Linked DNA regions of Canis lupus: region 2 is linked to region 1. A link is a contact called in public Hi-C data. All regions are on one chromosome and are shown on one strand. The core of a region is the stretch at or near the end of the contact, and the rest is flanking DNA. Distances in the headings are between cores, read along the strand shown. Region 1 holds the start of SNRPB2 (small nuclear ribonucleoprotein polypeptide B2). Region 2 holds the start of KIF16B (kinesin-like protein KIF16B).

Region 1 (5,333 bases), core at 1,945-4,444:
GGCACCTGATGCGCAGCCAGCCGATGTCTGAGACACCAACTCTGAAGCAAGGAGAGCTTTGTTATCAGAAGGGCAGCCCAAGGAGAAGGCAGGGGACCATTCCCAAAGCTGCCTTGTACTGTTGAGCCCAGGGACAGCTTTTGTATGCTTGGGGAAGGAGGTGAGTACACAGAGGAGGGTGAAGGTTTCTTGAAAACTTGACCAGGGGGTGGGGCCTTGAAACAATCTGGAGATATGCCTTCTTTCAGACAATGAAGCCCCCTTTGGGACCTGGCAATCAGGTAAGCAGTTAAGTTCAATACAAATGTTAGCATCATAGGGTCCCCGTTGGGTTACTACAATCAGTGGGTAAACAGGGGGTGGGAGTGGAAACAGCAAAGTTAATGGTTAATAAGAGGCACAGAAAAGATAAATAAGTAGGGAACAAAATGGAACGTGGAGCTGAGTTAATAACGCAACTAACGCAACTATAGTTCTGCTTATGCTTTTAAAGTAGGTCCAGGAACCAGGTGTCCAGCCTCAGCTGCCTTATAATACATCTGACCAAGGTTTAGATATTCTAATGCTCTTAACATAGTTCTATAAACCAGGCCAGGCAAGGCTTCTCACAAAACCAGAAAAGCTCCTCTCTCCCCGTCATTCCTTTCTCACTCCTGTTTTCAATTACTGGTTTCTCAAAATCATTCAGGAAACTATGGAGGACCCTTAATAGGCTATCGGAAAGCCCAGAGCAACTGCCCAAGGACAGGCAAAATGCACTAATTCTTTTTAAAAGAACCTGGGAAATAGCCTGCAAATCATTGTCACTGAGTTGGCATTAGATGATTTCTTTCTTACGGAGTAATGTATAGTAGCTGTTATTTAGTTGTTAATGAAACGTGCTGCATAGTCTGTCTTTAGCTCTCTGTGTTTTCTGTGGTATTTTCTTCTCATCTTTGCAAAGTCCTACCTCATTCTCTTTCAATAGTTATGATGAGTTCTTGGCCAGAAACAGTTGCATAATACTGTCAGGTTATAGCTTATTTTCAGAGAAATAGTTTGGTCATCTTCAGTAGCATTAAACGGAATGAATTAATTGTTCAGATGCCCATAGTAATGTGCAAGGCAGCTCTTCCTTTGTTATTCAGAAATTATTTTCATTTTATTTAGTTTATATTCTCTTTTAATGTGTTAAGAATATGCCCTTTATATTCACTCATATTTCCTTAACTAAGACAGAACTACTTACATTTCTTCTAATATACATATGAAAATAATGCTTTTCTGTGATTGTGTATCATCATGTCCTACACTTAAGTGCATCTTTGTAGACTATCACATTTGTTTAGTGCTGCCTAATTTTCCATGAAGCTTCATTCACTCATTCAATACATGTTTATTGAGTATCAGTTACTTAGGGTACTTGAGTGAACAAAGTAGACAGAAATCTCCACCTTTAAGAAGTGTACATTATTTTCAAGTTGTTGCAACTTCAGGTGATCTTTTATTTTTATTTTTTTTTCAGGGGGAGAGGCTGGTTTATTGGGGGCTGTGTCTCCCCATTAGGAGCCACGTGTGCCAGCCCCTCCAAGGGTGGCAAGGCGGGCAGGTGATCTTTTAAAAAATAAAAATCCCCAGGACGCCTGGGTGGCTCAGGGGTTGAACGTCTGCCTTCCTCTTAGAGCGTGATCCCAGGTCCAGGCATCAAGTCCCACGTTGGGCTCCCTGCATGGAGCCTGCTTCTCCCTCTGCCTGTGTCTCTTCCTCTCCCTCTGTGTCTCTCATGAATAAGTAAATAAAATCTTAAAAATAAAAATCCCCATTTAAAAACCCAACCTATTCGGCTCCTTCATTCATATGTACAAATCATAACCAGAATTTAGATATAACATAAAACATTTATTTTGTGTCCGACAGTGTGTTCACCACTTTACATCTAGCTAGCTCACTTAATCCTCACAACAGCTCCAAAAGGAGGTACTACTATGATCCTTAGTTTACAGATGAGGAGAGGAGGCTCCGAGAGAGTACTTAAGGAGAAGTAGGAAAATTAATAAAGAGAAACCTCACTAAAGTGGACTGGGGAGGTTAGAGAGGGGAGTACCACTCAATGTCAATGACAGGAGGAACTGCCAGTCACAAACTCCGATTACAGACCAAACTACAGAATCCCCGCTGGTGAAGGATCCTCACTTACACGGCCCGGCAGAAAAAAGATGCACACCGCATCTCCTCCAAGGAATTCATGAGCTCTGCCGGTCAGCCGATGAGCAACCCTCATCACCCCGAGATCTTGCTTTTTTCCAGTGGATTGTCCTTCAGAACGACCCCTTCCAATTTCCTCCTTCTGCTCCAGAAAGATAACTTTCCCTGGCTGTGTTTGTGGGGTTCACCAATGGTCTGACTGTACCTTGCTTGTCTTGAAGGTTACAATTCCCTGCCATTCCCCACTAAATCCACTTCTCTGCTAGTGAAATAAATTTCGTTTTCAAAAAAAGTCTATCAGAAGACTCGGGCTTAGATTCCCCTTGGCTTAGAACAGCCGTCCCATACCGCAGATGCTACTTCACACGCATTTGGGGAGTAGAGGAATGACTGCACGTACTTCTCGGATTCCCATTTAGTGAAGCATCAACAACTCGTATCATCCTGGAACACTCTGGGCATTTTGCGGGGCGCGAAGATGGGGAGGCTGGTAAGGAGCTTTTCCCTCCACCCAGCGAGTGCAGCAGGGGGCTCGGGCGCTCTGTGCTCGGGAGGTGGTTCCCGCGGCGGGTGGGCGGGTGAGCGCGGGGGAGGCCGCACCGGAGCCGGCCCGGGGTCAGCTCAGCCCCCGAACGCCGAGGACCCCGCCGCTCGCAAAGGGAAGTCAGCCCCGCGGCCCCCGAGCCCTGAGGAGGGCGAAGCCCACGAACTTCCCGCGCGGCTGGCAGGAGGAGCCGCCTGCAAAACCATACCGGGTCTTTCCTTCGTGCAGGGTACGGGGGCACGACGTCGCGGCTCGCTAAGGAGTCACCGCCCCTCCCCCCCCCCCCCCCCCCCCCCCCGCGGCAGGACCCCGGGCGCCCGCGTAAGCTTCTTCCCAGTCCCCAGCCACCCCTCCCGCCCGCGCATGCGCAGGGAGATTCCCAGCTGCCGCCCCTGGAGCGGGAGCGCATCGATCGACTCTGAGCTCGACTGCTCGGCTTGCCGGCGCTCGATTGAGGCGCGTGGAGCGTAACTTCCGGTAGTGGCTCCGTTTCCGGCCTTCGGTTCGCCCGGGACCGGCGCAGGCCTCCGGTGAGTCGGGACGCGTTCTCCGGTTCTCTGTTTCCGCTCCCCTGGTGGCCGGCCGCCCCTCGGCCTGACGCCCGCTCGTGGGATCAGGGAGTGGACGCGGCCGGTGGCGGGGCTGCAGGCGTCCCCTCCTGGGTTCGCGGAGGGTTGGCGAGACGGTGGGGGGAGTCGGAAACCGACGCGCGGGTCCTGTGAGGCCCTGGGATTCAGAAGTCTTGTCTCCGGCGGGGCGGGGCGGGGCGGGGCGGGGTAGCTGGCCGCGTGGCCGCGTCCTGGGGCTTCGGCCGGCCGTGCCTGTGGCTGGAGAGGCAGGAGGCCCCTTGGCTCCAGGTGCCCTTCACCCAGTGCACACCGCCGTTGAACCTCGCGCGAGGTCTTTCAGAGCCTCCCCGTTGGGAACCCGGCCTTCGGTTTGACATTGCGCTTGTTTCCGTGACCCCAGCCTTTCCAGGTTTCAGGTAAGAGGGTCGCAAGCCTGAGAAGCGTTACCTTTCCCTTGTTCCCGAACAAATGCAGTGCCGACCTGTAGGCTTCTTCCCTATGGGTTTCCTTTTTTTAAAAAAAAAAAAAATTTTATTTCTGTATTCATGAGAGACACAGAGAGAGAGGGAGGAGGAGGCTTCATGCCGGGAGCCGACGTGGGACTCATCTCAGGTCTCTAGGGTCACGCCCTGGGCGGAAGGCAGCCGCTAACTAAACCTCTGAGCCAGCCGCGCCGCCCCCCTGTAGGTTTTCTATACTCTTCACAGACGGTGGGTTTAAAATGGTGAAATGAAGGAATATGTGGGGCACCCAAGCAAATAAAGCAGAGTCACGGTTTGCAACTAAAAACAAGGTGAAAAATGAAACAGCAAAGTGTGTGTGTGCAAGAAAAGTGCAAACGACGAAGAGACGAGGGCGGAATGCCCAGCCCTGCTGTTTACTAGCTGAGGCCCTCCACTAGCCGTTGATGCCGCTACTCCAAGTGCTCACTGCCCATGTGAGAGCTTTGCTGCGACGCCTGTCATTTTGTCTCCGAGTTCTAGTAGGTAAATGCTGTGAAACCAGCCCCATTTTACAGCTTTGGGCCTGAGAGTTTAAGGAACTTGCCCGCTGTCAAGCTGCTAGGAATAAACATAGATAGCATTTGAATTCAGATGAGGTCGGTACTAGAATCGGAGCTCTAACCGGCATGCAGTACCGCTCTATCTGAGCCCCATGATTTCAAGTGGGTTAGAGTTGACCTTAGAGTCAGGACAGCTGGTGATGGTGTCTGTAAATCTAGTAGGGGTGAAAACACTTTCTAAGTGCGGACCCGTTAAGTATTGCTTGGTAAACTTCGTTAATAGTCTGTCTTAGTGATTTTTACTGGGCGCAGATTTGCTAGTTTGTTTCTCATTTTTCTTAAAATCCAAAGACGGCATTTTAAAATAATTTCATTAAATGGGGCACCTGGGTGGCCCAGTGGGTTAAGCATTGGACTCTGGGATCTCAGCTCAGATCTTGATCTCAGGGTGGTGAGTTCAAGCCCCAAGGTGGGTTCCGCCTACCTAAAAAAATAAGTGAATTAAATAATTTCATTAAAAACGTTATTTTGTTAGGCAGGTGAAGAAACTATTGCTTGTTGCAAGTGAAAAATAAATATGAAAATAAATGTATTGGATGAAATAATGTTATTAAAATCTGCCTAGGTACTTGGGCTCCACCCATGTTTTGAACCTGAGAACTGTTTTGTTTAAGAAGGAGGAGTAGCAAGTGCTGGAGAGGTTTTAAAGACTACTGACAAACTGGAATTTTCTGACATTTGGGATTGAAAGGAAATTGTGTAGATCCCTGTGTTGTATCCTTACATAGTGTGTGTGAATGCTCTGCTTATAACAGTATTTACTGTCTTTTTAGGCAATTTGAACAGTTTAACTGCAAACATGGATATCAGACCAAATCATACAATTTACATTAACAATATGAATGACAAAATTAAAAAAGAAGGTAAGTGCTTTTAAAAAAACATTTGTTTACAACCAAAGTGCATTTAATTACTAGCATCTTAAAAATTGTGCTGCTTGAAAACTTCTGATGTAGTAATCTTTGTCAGTACC
Region 2 (6,038 bases), core at 460-2,959, 140 kb before region 1:
TCGAAGAAGATCATTCATTGATCAATCATTGATTTTTATGATCTTCTGATGCCCCAAACAGCTCTCAGAACTACCAAACAATGACTTCCACAAGTTTATATGAAAAAGTGGAAAGGCCACATGGTAGGTCAAACGTCCAACTGGACTGAGAAGCCAATAAAAACAAAAGGCCTTGTGTGAACTAGGCCTGCCAAGTCGGAAGGACACATCCCATTTGGTTCTACTTCATTCTTTAAAGTTAAACCAATTTAAAAAGTAAAGCATCTTGTAAAGCATCTTTCTAAACTGATTATAAAGAGATCATTGTGAAGGAAGCACAGATTATTTTTCAATGAATAAAGAGTAAATCATTCTGAAAAGCATTACTTTGTAGAAAACCCCGAGATTAGATTCTGTGCTAATGACCCTTCCCCTCTGTGAACGCCAGCAGGTTTCAGACACGTGTGCCTGAGTGTCCCTGATTTTTCTCCCCCCTAAAGTGAAAACTTAGCTAAAGTTTCCCATCCACTCTTGAACGTGAAGAATTGCTCAGTTACTGACTGGAAGTCAGGGTTCACACTCAGGGATTTGAAATCCTCTCTCACTAAGCAGCTGAAAGCACTGTGCCCTAGAGGACCAGGGGCGCTCGCCTGGCAGCGGTGCGGCCCCGTGACCTCCCGCAGAGTCCGCCCCGCCCCGCCGCCACCCACGCCCCCGCCCCAAGGATTTTCCGCCTCCCTGGGAGTGATCCCCGGATGCTTCTGAAAAGGGGCAACACGCAAACCTGCACAAGTTAATGGGACACAAATCTTCTCGTGACCTCGTGAACTCCGACCCCCCGAGTCCCCAGCAGGGCAGCGTGAGGGGACAGCAAGGCACGAAGTGCTGCTCCAGGCCCCCAGAGGCCACAGCCAGGGAGCAGCGGGCCAGGGGCCGTCCGTGACCCCAAGTCCAGGCTGGCCCTCGAGGGCGGGGAGCTGGAGACTAGGCTCCCCCGCGTGGGGACGCACCGGGGGCCGCCTGTGGCCTCCCCCAACTCACCTGCGATTCATGGGCCGGACCCTCACGGCCACCTTGACTGATGCCATTGCTCATCCCGGCCCGGCCCGGCCCGGCCCGCGCGGGCTCCCACCTGCCCCGCACCCCGCGGCCGCCGGCGACTCTCGCGACTCGGCCCTCGGCTCCCGCCCACTTCCCTCGCCCCGCCCCGCCCCGCCCCGCCCCGCCCCCGCCCGGCGGCTCCCAGCCGGACCTGGCGGCGCGCGGCGGCCCCACCTGCCGGGCCACTGAGCATGCCCAGAGCGGCTCCGGCCCGCGGGATCCGCGCGCCGGGGTTTGGCGGCGGCCGGGCGGCGCGGAGGGGCGGGGCCGGGAGGGCCGCGCAGCCCCGCGGGGAGCGCAGTCGGGGAGGCCCGCCTCGGGGCAGGGGCCCGGGGGGGGACTGCGGGGAAGCTGCGGCCCCGCGGGACCACCCGAAGGACGGGGGAGGAGGGCGGAGGGGAAGGGGCCGCAGCAACGCAGGGCCTACAGCCGACACCTCGGTCCCGGGGCTCGGCCCTCGGCGGGGACGGGGCCTTACCCGGCGGTGCGGGGGCCCGAGGCGCGGACATTACCAGTTTGCGGGAGGCTCCCCCAGGCCCCTGCTGCTCCGCGGCGACCAGCCGAGGCTCGCGTCTCCTCCCCTCGCTTCAGGCATCCGAGGAGTCAACGAAAGGCGGGGAGGGGCCCCTGGGGCTCGGGTCACGCCCTGGGCCCAGGTCCCCGTCGGGCTCCCTGCGCAGAGCCTGCCCCTCCCTCCGTGTCGCTGCCTCTCTCCTCTGTCTCCTGAATAAATGTTTTAAAAGCTTAAGAAACAAAAATCAAAAGGGTACCGAATACTTAAAAATGCGGGCCAGAGTGTCTACACTGGCCGAAATCAGATCTTCACTGGACTTTGTGACACTTGTGTTACAGTTTCGTAGTTTAGTTTTTTTGTTGTTTCCGTTTCAGTCATAACGTATTTGGGGGTGAGAGCGACCCTCTCTCTAACGCTTGGGCCTACGAAGGGAGGGCGGAACCAGCCTCTTTCCCCGAGTCTCCCCCCTCTCCCTCCCGGCCCTTTCCTGGAGAACGTGAATTCATTCGTGCCTTTGTTCACGCACCCAGGAGCCACCTGTGAGCCACAGCCTTCCCCGGGGCTCTACCTCCCTCCTGCTGCCCAATTCAGGGCCCCTCAGCTCCAGCCGCCCAGCCCAGCCCAGCCCAGCCCCGGGACCCCACCTTCCTGCCTGGAGGGGCGTCTGGGCCCGCTGGCCCCTCCCTCAGGATCCACCTGGCTGCAGCATCCAGCCAAGGCTCAGAAGGGATGCTTCTCAGGACCGCCCGCACTCCTCTCCCTCCCTTAGGGTATTTCAGGCTCCCAGGGCAGCGAGAGCCGAAGGGCACAGGGCTGGCCAAGAGCGCTCATCCAGAAGGCCGAGCTGTAACAGAGGCCACAGGGCGTGGAGGCTGGACTGCTGGCTTTGCGCCCCCGCTCCTACACGAACCCCAGCTTCGGGCGTCCTCCAGGCTGCATCGCTGGGTACCTCTGAGGCTTTGGCCCTACGGCAAATCAGAAACAATTCCAATTCCGTGGAGTTGGTCAATGCATTAAGTGAGATAATGTTGACAAGCGTGACCCACTCAGATATGAAATCATTATATCATCGCCTTCCCTAGATCCCCGCGGCTAGCCTGGAATCAGCTCCCCATTTGCTTGCAGGGCCCTGAAAAGCCCGAGTTTAACCCGCTTGGCGGGCACAGAGCTGGGTGCGGATTTGACCACGGCGAGCTGCAGGAAAACGCGGAGCGCGGGCCGCTGGACCGGGCCGCCCGAGCATGCGCGGTCGGGGCCGGCCGGTTAGAGGCGCCGCCGGGAGCCCGCGCGCGGCCCTGGCCACCCCAGACGGGGGCGGGTCCGCCTCATGTGGGAGCTGCTCGGGGACCAACAGGCCGGGCCTGCCTCCCCGGAGGCAGGATCCTCGCCCCCGTCTGGGATCGTCGCCCCTGCGGGGTCCCGGAGCTGGGCGCACGCCCTGCAGCGCCAGAGCTCGGTTTTTAAGGACAGCAAATCACACTGTGCAGGAGGAGTTGTAGCTTAACTCATTGAAGCGAGGTGATGTGCCTGGGGTTTTATTGGTTGATTGGTTGTGAGTTTTAATTCATTATTTCGTTCTCTGATTTATTTCCAGCAGCCCACAGGCCTGTAAACACACCGACCTTCTGTGACCTTGCCGGTTGACACAAAACCTAGGGGCAGAAAGTCTTCAAGAACCCAGAGAGGGACACTGCGGTGGGATTAGGGGAGTATTTTGCTTGTTTGGATGTAGTTTATTTGGGTCTTCATTTATTTGTTCTTTTTCCTTTTTCTGATGTTTAGCAATCTCTTTACTGCCAAAGAGTTGTGAGTGATTGACTCTTGGCTTCTTCGTTTCAAAGTGAAATAACACTAGAATAGAATGTTCACTTCGCCTCAAAATATTTGAATCGTCTTAAAATATCATCATCAGGGAGGGGAAACATACAATATCCCTACTACGTATTTCACCCCTAGCCTTTAAAACAAAATTGATTTACTCTCACAAATATGACTCTTTAAAAACCTTGATAAACAGCAGACGACGGGCACACTTAATTGGAACGTAGGATACAACTGTCATCTTAGAAGCTCACCTATTTTCCTATGTGCTAGAAGTACCCACCTTGAGCAATCTATCACAGGGTACACTTCATATCTCCTTGGGGGGTGTTTTACACCATGGAACTTAAGTTGAATTTAGGAGTCAAGCAGTGAGCCAATAAACAGAAATAAGTGTTCTGGTTTTCTTTTTTTTTAATTAATTTTTTTTTATTTATTATAGTCACACAGAGAGAGAGAGAGGCAGAGACACAGGTAGAGGGAGAAGCAGGCTCCATGCACTGGGATCCCGACATGGGATTCGATCCCGGGTCTCCAGGATCACGCCCTGGGCCAAAGGCAGGCACTAAACCGCTGCGCCACCCAGGGATCCCGTGTTCTAGTTTTCAAACAAATGCATAATAGTCTCAGAGACAGAAATTACAGATATCAAATCCAAACCCAGAACCATTTTCATTTTCTAAGTCATAAAACGTAAAGGTAAATGTAGGATCTTCTAAAATACTAAACATTAAATGTAAAGATAGTTTGAAAAAGTGTGCTATGGAGCATGAGTTTGAAACCCGAACTACAAAATAACAGTAACGATAATCACAAAAGTCATACATAGAAATTTTGCTGCAAAGCTACAGGCAGGTAGCTATGAATGTCAGCTTTCTTTTAGCAGAAGTGAATGAAGAAATCACTGAAGAATCAATTTAATAGAAACGATCACCGAAAATCATAGTCATTTCATATACTAAGATGAAAAAAGGATGGTTTCAATTGCATATAACTATACCTATGGTTACAAATAGCTCAGAATTGGTGGACTTTGTAGAGTCTGTGGCAACATTTCAACTCTTAAGAGAAATTGCATTTAGTTGAAGATATGGGGTAAAGTTTTGTGGATGAATTAGTTTTGGAGATGGGCAGAAGGGATGGAATTTGAACCCCTCGAACTGACTTCTGAGCCAGAAAAAAAAAAAAAATACGTTCATCCAATATTCAGAGTTCAGAAAGCAGGGGTCTTGCTCTGGGAAAAATAGTGAGAAAGCCTCTTTGCCTAAAACATTATGTGAGAGATTTAAACATAGTTGCAAAGGCTTCACCTCCTATACTTAAACCTTGCAATGTCACATTGCAGCAAACCCTCACGCAGAGATGGAGTCTCGTCTCTCCACTTCTCTAATGTGGCTGCCCTCAGATCTTGCTCTGGCTCACAGAATGCTGCAGAATTAACTTTGGTACTTCAAACCTAGGTTTCTAAAGACCTTGCATGCTTCTACTCTCACTCCAAGGACCCTGATGCTGTCCTGTGAGCAAGCCCAGGCTAACCTGCTGAGCGATGGGGTGACTCAGTCAAACCCGGTGCCACAGCCCATAGCCAGCCAACCACCAGACAGAGGAGTCATTTGGCCCCAGCTTGCCCCAGCCAACTCATTAGCTGATCAAAGATATATGAGTGAGGGCTGCCCAGAGTGACAGAGCCCATCCAGACCAGTAGAACCACTTGTTGTTGACTGAGGAGATCAGAATATTCCACTCCAAAATATGCCACTTTGACATAAGAATTATTTTAACCTGAAGTTGATTAAGAAGAATCAAACTCAGAAAGAGCTCTTTACCCTCCCCCATCTGTCTGAAAGTAGGGCATAAATTTCCCTTTGTGCAGGTGCCTCTTCTCTCCTCTCCCATACCAAACAGGAGAACAGTCCTTATCACTGGAGAGAGACAACAGACCTTGCTAAAAAACCCTCATTTCCCATTAGCTTCCTTCATATATTTACTTTCCCACAATTTACTGCCCCTGGAAGCCCAAACCTTTTTCCTTTGTCTACTCTCTTCTCTGCAATTTATTGCCCATTGTTAAAACGATGTGTAAGTTCCTACATCTGAGCACTTTGGGAAAATATCATTTCTTTTCTGTGATGCCCTCTACATGCAGACAAAATAAGCCCTTTCTCCTGTTCATCTCTCTTCCTTCAGTTTAATTCACACACCCCAGGTCATAACTTAAGAGAGTCCAGAAAAAGGTTTTTTTCCTCCGTGACAAATCTCATGAGCAATAACCTAATTTGTCGCTTAAGCCATTTGGTTTAGGGTATTATGTGTGTGCTATTGCTTGCATTGCTTGCATTCAAATGCATCCTATAATGTTATAAGGGACACATCATTATCCCATAATGACAAAGATTTTAGATGGATATGGTGATTCATATAGAAATATGAGTGACATAAAAAGCAGCTGTGGGGCAGCCCGGGTGGCTCAGGGGTTTAGCGCCGCCTTCAGCCCAGGGTGTGATCCTGGAGGCCGCGGGATCAAGTCCCACGTTGGGCTCCCTGCTTGGAGCCTGCTTCCCTCTGCCTGTGTCTCTGCCTCTCTCTCTCTCTCTCTCTCTCTCTCTCTCTCAATATGTCTCTC

What was found. Hi-C and Micro-C count contacts between places; a contact is called where the count stands out from the background.
Region 2: a contact with region 1 is called in a Hi-C map of blood, with 2.8 times the contacts expected there. The contact joins the promoter of KIF16B here to the promoter of SNRPB2 in region 1. A contact is called at or near these places in 2 of 9 Hi-C or Micro-C datasets (amygdala and blood).

What each region holds. Positions count from the first base shown.
Region 1 is chr24:6,503,633-6,508,965 of UU_Cfam_GSD_1.0, reverse strand. It overlaps SNRPB2 (small nuclear ribonucleoprotein polypeptide B2), which reads left to right and starts at 3,194. Exons shown (of 7, transcript NM_001251968.1): 1 at 3,194-3,258; 2 at 5,134-5,223. The coding sequence starts at 5,160.
Region 2 is chr24:6,645,285-6,651,322 of UU_Cfam_GSD_1.0, reverse strand. It overlaps KIF16B (kinesin-like protein KIF16B), which reads right to left and starts at 1,709. Exons shown (of 30, transcript XR_005377522.1): 1 at 1,593-1,709.